Regions from separate parts of the Pan troglodytes genome. Here region 1 is linked to region 2. The links are chromatin contacts, called in public HiChIP or PLAC-seq maps. All regions are on one chromosome and are shown on one strand. The core of a region is the stretch at or near the end of the contact, and the rest is flanking DNA. Distances in the headings are between cores, read along the strand shown. Region 1 holds the start of LACTB2 (lactamase beta 2). Region 2 holds the start of NCOA2 (nuclear receptor coactivator 2).

Region 1 (4,155 bases), core at 132-2,631, 260 kb after region 2:
TTTCCTGCTTAATTCTCTATCCTCCTAGATTCTGGTGGCAGCCTAAACCTTTGGTAACTACCTGACCCTGCCTTATTTACTCTTAACTTAATCTTTTACCTGCCCACTTTGCAGGTCTGCTGCTTCTAAAATTCTTATTTACTGGAAAAACGCCAAACAGTAGACACTTCCAAGGAAAACTCAATTAACTGTACTTACTAAATCGTTTTTAGTAATCAATTATATTTTAAACATAATTTATGTCTTGACTGCACAATTAAATTCTATGCTCAAGAGAAACTACATTATCTGGGTTCATCCAGTAAAGACTACAAAAGTTGCTAAATGCCTAAGACTTACTATGCAGTAAACCAAATCTCCCATTCCTGCATAATTCCACTAAAACAGAATGCAGCTAAACAAGAGCAAAAGTATCTTCTTAGAAATACAGGTGTGTTACTGTGTCTGCAAATTAAACTCAAACAAGGTCACACACAATTGTAACAAAAAACTTCCCCAAATTACTTATGTCAGCTCCTCTTATGAGCCCACAGGCTGCAGAGAACCAATTTGGAAGCCAGGAGAATCCTGCCCTCTGCTGCTGAGTTGAGGAAATCGCCTCAACATAATTAATCGCTTTTGAGAAGGGAAGTTACACTCTGGGCAAAACACCAGTGAAAGTCAAGTGAGCAAAGTAAACGCTTTCTTGGACTCTTGACATCCGAATTTTCTCAACAGTTTAAACACGCACACCCTGGCATTCAAACATCAAGAACAGTAAATCGGGTTTCAAAACAGAAGTTGGTTTTTTTTTTTTTTTTCCATTTCTCCCTAAATTAGAGAGCTATCACCTGGGGTGGTCGTATTTTAGCTAGCTTCGAGATCTGAGTGTCTGCGTGCAGTCTCGACGGGGCTGCTAGGCGCGGGGCTGCCCAGCTAGGGACAGGACGCGGCGCTCCCCACTGCCCGCGCAGCCGCGATCAGTCAAAGCCCGGGCTCCGGGGCCGGCTGCGAACGTTGGGGAGGTTGGAGAGGGACGTTTACCTGGGGCCGGTCCCCACTAGGTAGGTGTTGGTGCCTTGGAGGGTCATGGGACCCGGGTTACAGCCCAACACACGCACGACTCGATTGGACAGCCGCTCGACGCGCTGCAGTACAGCAGCCATTCCCGCCTCAGCCGCCCGCCGGCGTGTCGCCTATCTGGATACTCCAGCGCGGAAGAAGCCAACAGGCCGGGGATAGCGAGTAGCGTCCACGTGATGCCTCGCAACCCGGGAGGGAGGGGATTGGCCAGCGGCTGGTCCAAGTGTCATGTGACACCGCGGGCGAGCCGGGGCGGGGATCCGGCAGCTCGGCCGGGGGGTGGGGTGGGGGCGGTGCGGAACCAGAGGTCACGTGACGCCGCGCGGGCTGCGCGGGCAGTGGTGGGAAGGCTGGCGCGAGGCGTGAGGTGGCGTGAGGCGAAGCTGGAATCTGCCTCTGTCACGGGGGCTGGTGCCTCACGGGTTTGTGTCCTAGACAGGCGAGTGGATCCAAGTGGGCGAGAGACATTTTAATCTGGAAGAGTCTTGTGATTTGGGAGACAGGTTTGGTAACCGTTCGTTATTCAGTAATAAATCTCAGGAAGGATTGCCAGATTTTTAGGCAGTGGCTCTCTCTGTGTGTGTGTGTGTGTGTGTGTGTGTGTGTGTGTGTGTGTGTGTAGTAGTAGTAGTAGCCTGTTCATCTTTTTTTTTTTTGAGACGAAGTCTCGGTCTGTCGCCCAGGCTGGAGTGCAGTGGCGCGATTTCGGCTCACTGCAAGCTCCGCCTTCCGGGTTCACGCCATCCTCCTGCCTCGGCCTCCCGAGTAGCTGGGACTATAGGCGCCCGCCACCACGCCCGGCTAATTTTTTGTATTTTTAGTAGAGACGGGGTTTCATTGTGTTAGCCAGGAAGGTCTTGATCTCCTGACCTCGTGATCCGCCCGCCTCGGCCTCCCAAAGTGCTGGGATTACAGGCGTGAGCTACCGCGCCGGGCCAGCCTGTTCATCTTTTATAATAAATAGTGGTAAGACATATTTACTTAGTACTTCCTACTATGCCTAAGTGCTTTCTACAAACATCCGACTTAACGCCCTTAATCCTCAGAACATTATTAAGAGGTGGACACTATTTTTGTTACAAATGAAAAACGGGGATTGGGCGGCTGCCCAGATGACAGAGTCTGCGTGTGCGGCCTTGCTCCTACCTGCCTCGCACTAACACTTGTCCCCCTCAGTGAGATTCAAGGAGCATGCCTCTGCTTGCCAGTGTTACCCGCCTGCCCAGAGAGCTAGGCTGGTCTTGTGGAGCCGTTTTGTGCCCAAGATGGAAGGGACTCATTTTCTCTGTAACAAGTCGGTTTCTAATCAGCCAAGTATTAACTATCCAGTGTTAACTACAGCTTCCCATAAAAAAAGTTGAGTTATAAATTACTTAAAAGAAAATACACAGATCCTGTAGACAGTTCCATCGAGTTATGACAATTGTATGTAATCACTGCCCCAAAGAGATGTAGAACATATCCACTGTAGCAGCCCACTCTTTTTTTTTTTTTTAAAGGTGAGAAATTGACACATACAGTGCTTGGTGGCTTTTTTTTTTCCAGATATTTCTGATGAAGAAAACGATATGCTCTTACCTATTTTATGAATCAGCAGCATAGTGTATCAGAGTGGCTAATGACATCTGCTTTGTGTGTGAGAAATGTCTTTGCCTTGTTTCACACAGTTGTACTTTTAATGGAAAAATATTCAAAAAATCATCGCTGAAATAATCATATAAGTTATCCCTTGTTGCAATGGGAAGTTAAACAGTATACCCTTCAAAAAAATACTTAAAGTAACCAAATCTCCTACATCAGGCATTTCAATCTGTCAATATGTATTTATCATAGCCATCAATTAATGGCTATTCAGGCAGGAAGCTATGCACATCTTCCCTTTTTAAGAACTCTGCTGGAAAGTCAGTGAACCCTGGAGAAGAGGATGGAACAGTAATTTCTGGACCAGATTCCTGAGAATCTGGGCACTCCCCTTCTTTTATTCTTTGGCTTAATTAATTTTCTTACTTAACTTACTTATTTACTTACAGGGTCTGGCTTTCACCCAGGCTGCAGTGCAGTGGCACTATCATAGCTCACTGTAACCTTGAACTCTTGAACTCAAGCGATTCAGGTGATCCCCCTGCTTTGGTCTCCCAAAGTGCTAGGATTGCAGGCTTGAGCCACCATGCCTGGCTGAGATAAACTTTTTAGCTCCCACGTATGAATGAGAATATGTGATATTTGTCTTTCTATGCATGATTATTTCACTTAGCATAATCTCTAGTTCCATCCATATTGCTGAAAATGACATGATCTCATTTTTTTTTTATGGCCAAATAGTATTTTATTGTGTGTATATATCACATTTTCTTTATCCATTTGTTTGTTGATGGACTTTTAGGTTGATTTCATATCTTTCCTATTGTGAATAATGTTGTGATAAACATGCAGGTGCAGTTGTCCCTTTGATATACAAATAGTAGTGGGATTGCTAAATCATATGGTAGTTCTGTGTGTGTGTGTGTGTGTGTGTGTGTGTATTTTATACATCTCTGTACTGTTTTCCATAGCGGTTGTACTAATTTACATTCCCACCAACTGTGTATGAGAGTTCCTTTTTCTCTACATCCTCTCCAGCATCTGTTATTGTCTTTTTAATAACAGCTATTCTAACTGGGGTAAGATGATATCTCATTATGGTTTTGATTTGCATTTGCCTGATGATTAGTGATGTTGAGCATTTTTTCATATGTTTGTTGGCCATTTGTATGTCTTCTTTTGAGAATCGTCTATTCATGTTCTGTACCCTCTTTTTGGTGGGATTATTTGTGTTTTCTCTTGTTGAGTTTGAGTTCCTTGTATGTTCTGGATATTAGTCCCTTGTCAGATGAATAGTTTGCAAATATTTTCTTCTGTTCAGCAGATGTCTCTGCACCTTGTTGATTGTTTCCTTTGCTGTGCAGAAACTTTTTCATTTAATATAGTCAAATTTGTCTGTTTTTATTTTAGTCGTATGTGCTTTTGAGGTCTTAGCTACAAAATCTTTGCCTAAACCAATGTCCTTATGTATTTTACCTATATTTTCTTCTAGTAGTTTTATAGTTTAAGGTC
Region 2 (4,536 bases), core at 283-2,782:
GGCGGGGAGAAGGGGGCGAGAAAAGGGGGCGCTGGCGAGCCAACCCGGAACCTCCCGGTCCGCCTCCCGCCCCCGGCCCCGGCCCCGGCCCCAGCGCGCCTCCTGCATACACGCCCGCACCCAGAAAGTTCAGTCAGGGGCGAGCCCGGCTCGGCGCCGCCGGGGCCCGGCCCCCGGCTCCCCGCCCCCACCACGGCCCGGCCTGCTCGGCCCCAGCGCGCCGCCCGCCCCGCCCGCCGCAGCTCCTTCCCGTCCGCCCGCGGTGCTCGGCGCCCCTCGCCCCCCACCCCCGGGGCTGACACGGGCCCGGGCCACCCGCCGGGCCGCGGCTCCCCTTCCCCGCCCCGCGCTGCAGCTCGCCGGCCGCCCCGACACCCCGCTTCACCTTCACACACCCCCAGCACTTCCCGAGTCCTGCCTCCCCTCGCCCGGCTCCCACTCTCCGCTGCAGCCGCTCCGCGCTTCCATTAAAGAATGCACCTTCCCGGGATTCACCTTCTCGGCTCTGCCGCGCTGCCCCCGAGGGGTTAGAGCCTCGGTCTCCGCCGACCCCGCACCGGGCTGGGCAAGGGGCACTCGCTCCTCGGGGCGGGGGCCGCGCCCGCACCCCCGGCCTCCCCGCCGCGCCTCGGCGCTCACCTCTCGCCCGCGCCGCGGGCTGCAGCCTCCGCCCGCCTCGCGCTCCGGGACTCGTCTCCTGAGCTCTCGCAAGGCGCTGGAGCGCCTCCTTTCTCTCCCGGGGACTCCGCGTCTCCCCGTCGCTTCCCGCCCTCCCCACCCCCAAGCCCCAACTCCCCAGCGTCGCTGCGCCTCCGGGATGCAACTCCCGTTTTCCGCGCACTCCGGCGGCGGTCCCCGCACACAAAAACAGCCTCTCGGAAGCGCACGGCTCTGTCGGAGCTCGGCGCAGGAAGGGCAGTCGCGGCCGGGGGGTGGGGACGCGGCGCCCCCCGCCTGCCGCCCGCCCCCCGCCCGCCCTCGCGGCCCCGGGGGAAGGCACGGTTACCGGCTCGGGTCGGTCACGCCGTCAGGTGCCGGCTGCCGTCGGCGCTGACCTTCGCCGCCGAAGCTGTAGCCGAGGCTGCGGCCGCCATGTTCCCGTGTTAATAACTGCTGCCTGGTTGTTTATTTCAATGGAGATCCTCCCCCAACTCCCTCCTCCTCCTCCTCCTCCTCCGCGTCTCCGCACTTGCGGAGAGACAGACCGCGCGAGCTCGCGAGCAGGGGAGGGGGCTCGGGAGCCAGGCCGTCCCTCCCTCTGCCTCCCCGGCAGTGGCCGCCGCCAAGTCCTGTCACCGGGAAAAGGACGGGGCGGAAACTTGCCTCTCGCGCCCCCGAGGAAGGGGCAAAGGTGGACGCAGGGTTGTCCGGGGAGCAGCCCCTGGCCGCGGGGTCCGCAGCATCTCCGTCGGCAGAGTCCTCTGAGAAGGCGGCCCGGGGAGAGGTGAAGAAGAGTAAGGGGAGAGGTGAAGAAGAGTAAGGGGACAGGGGACAAAATGGGTGACTGTGGTAGAGGGAGGGTGACCTAGAGGTGACTGGAACTGAAGAGAGAGTCAACAGAGGACTGCATGGGAGGGCAAAGGGCAATGCCAAAAAGAAGACTAGCGACTGGGACGGGCCTGGGCCGCTGAGTTAGAGGCAGTGGGGCCTGGGGGCTGCAGACAGCAGGGACGGTGCCCCAAGACGAAGATCGGGGAGAGCCGAGTTCCAGGGTCGCCAGCAGAGGACCCTCGCGCCCGTCCGGCCGGACCCTTCGGCCAGCACCCTGCACCCCCTCGGGCGCACCTCACCCTACCCAACTCCCGGTCCTGCCGCTGCTCCCCGGAGGCGCCCCGCATCCGTCAAGTCCCCTACGGCTCCAACAGGGAGAGGCTTCTCCCATTGCAGTCCTAGCTCCAGAGGGGATATGGAGAGGCGCGACTGTGGGAGCTGGAAGGGGCACCACCCGGCAATTGCGGGATAAAGCAAATGCTGCACACAGAGTGTGAAACTTAACCTGGTTGAGAATTTTCGGCACATCATGAAATCATAAGTTTATATTGGAAAGTCCATTCTCTAGACATCCGTGAACAAAGTACTGAGGGGACGTAGGAGATTGGCACTGAAAATGCGAGAACCCCCATTTAAGTGTTACTTAGACCAATCTGTTTTACGCTTTGGAAAAGCAAGTTTTTTTTTCCAACTTATACGGTAATTAGTTGAAAAAAAAAACTTTTGTTTAATGGCAGTTATCAAACTATGAGAGGAACATATTCCCTGATTTTAATCTTATAATGAGAAAGGTCACTTGCGGTAGACAATAAGAGTGTTTATTGAACACTTACTGTGAATCTGACTGTGCTAGGTGATGTATATATGCTATAGGCCTTAATCCTCAAACCTTCCGAAGTCATTGCCGCTTTTCACTTCACACAAAAAATTGAAGCTTAAAGTAATTTGCCCAGGGTCACAGCCAGTAGTTGGAGAGGATGTGAGCCCAGTTCTGGTGAGCTCCAAAGCCCATGCTTTTAAATATGTCTTCATCCTAAAATTTGTGGGTGTACCGCCAATTTTATTTGGGAAAAGAATTAAAAAAAATGGGTGTGTGTGTCTGTGTGTGTTTGTGAATAGAAAATGCTTGGAAGCCTATAACAACAAATGTTAGCGCTGGGGAGTGTAAGAAGTGGGTGATGAGGCACTTCCAGTTTTTATTTTGCACACCTATCTAATGTTTGAAATGTTTGCATTGACTATGTATTAATGTATATTTTTAAAGTTTTTTTTTGTTTGTTTGTTTGTTTGTTTTTAGCTAGCTGGAATAATAGAATTATGTTCCCAAAGCGTTGAGAGGAAATGGAGAGTTTGTTTATGGCCTGTCTTCTGCTAATACCAGTCTGTAGCTTGTCTACAATGGGGTAGTAGTCACCTGAGGTTTGTCACAATTCTGAACTCCCGATTTGCTTTCCTGTCCTCACCCCCAACTGTGAGCTATCAGGAGTTGTGATAATAAATAAATAAATAAATAAAAAATTTAAAAAAAGATTCTCCTTCTTGCTTGCTATCCCTCCCATTTTGGCAGAAGTCCAGAGTCTATCAGTCCTCTGCAATCGTAGATTTCACACTTTTTAAAACTACCCATGATACCTCTGCAAACAAATGACTCCCCCCATTGCATTCCCGTATTACCCAATAAAACGTCTTACGACGGCTGAAGACTTTTTCTTACAAGAAATAAACAAAAACGTCTGACAGCATAGTAGATGAGTTCCATACCCAAGTGCTACTCAATTGCCTGAGCTTGAATTGAATTGTGTGACTTAAACGCGCTCTGGTACAATCTCTGGGCGCCCTCTGAACTTCAGGCTCTTGCTGTAACAGTAGTCTGTCTTGCACTAGAGTTGTTTATATATTTGTCTTTCTCTTTCACTAGATTGTAAGTGCAACAGAGCCCAACACCTAGTCTTGTTCTTGTTTGTACATGCTATAGCACCTAACAAGGAATGTATGATGTTTGTTGTTTCATTGAATTTGTGAAATATAAATAATAGTATCTATTCCAATCCTCATGTCCTCTTCCCCACCTCATCTTCCAATCCCTTGCTCATAAAACATGTTTATAAAAAACATCTTCCATACTTAGAAAGAACTTTGATTCCCATGAGACCTCAGAACAATTGTTTATTAAAACTAGCCATAATTTTTAGTGAATCATCACTACGATAATGTAAAATGAAAAGGTAGAGGAGGCGGTAAATAAGTTGGCTCAATGACACAAATTAAGAAAGGAAGAAGAAGGAAAGAAAAAAGAAGGCAAAGATATAGGAACTAGGTATATTACCAAGAGAGAACAACAAGGAAAAAATATGTGGGTGCAGATCATAAAGGGGAAGGAAATTATTGAAATTTAGTGGAAGTAGAAATAACATACCGTGAATGGATGAGGCAAGGAAACACCAAAAATGTCAGCAGAATCATAAATGCAGCATGGAAAAGTAAAGAAAATGACAAATTATATATTTAACAATATAACCTAGGAATAATCAGAACAATATGACTGCTACAAGACAAGAATTTCTATTTTTGTCTGCCTTTTCTTCCACAGTTTTCAAAGTACTCACTTTTTTCATAAGTAAACTGCATAAAAGTGGGAGATTCTATACTATTTTTGAGTTAATACTACTAGCATACATCATGAGATTAGAGGTAACAGTATGGTAAAAAAGAGCTATAGAATATAAGCAAATAAATATGATGTGAAGTGGTCTCTAAGTTACTGTGTAACCTCAAACAAGTCACTAAATATCGCAATTTCCTCATCTGTGTAATTGTTGCAAGACTCAAAATGGTGTAAATAAATGTACTTTGTTAACTATCAAGCTCTTTATACAGATGTAAGGGAATATTATTATGTCAGCTAATATGTTGCACAGTTATCTCTATTTTGGTGCATTCCTAAATTGCCAAAGCAAAAATCTATAGTTCATTCTATTAAAATGTAATCATAGGGTGGGGGCGTCAGTTAAAACATTTGTTTGTCAATTTGATTATTGAACGACT

What was found. HiChIP or PLAC-seq counts read pairs in DNA pulled down with a chosen protein or histone mark.
Region 1: a contact with region 2 is called in an H3K4me3 HiChIP or PLAC-seq map of stem cell-derived excitatory neurons, with 3 times the contacts expected there. The contact joins the promoter of LACTB2 here to the promoter of NCOA2 in region 2. A contact is called at or near these places in 1 of 7 Hi-C or Micro-C datasets (stem cell-derived neural progenitor cells) and 1 of 1 datasets of contacts at active chromatin or transcription factors (stem cell-derived excitatory neurons).

What each region holds. Positions count from the first base shown.
Region 1 is chr7:79,305,465-79,309,619 of NHGRI_mPanTro3-v2.0_pri, forward strand. LACTB2 (lactamase beta 2) reads right to left here and starts at 1,382. Exons shown (of 7, transcript XM_016959565.3): 1 at 1,024-1,382. The coding sequence starts at 1,145. It also overlaps a transcript of XKR9 not described here.
Region 2 is chr7:79,040,778-79,045,313 of NHGRI_mPanTro3-v2.0_pri, forward strand. It overlaps NCOA2 (nuclear receptor coactivator 2), which reads right to left and starts at 1,533. Exons shown (of 23, transcript XM_054656809.2): 1 at 1,324-1,533.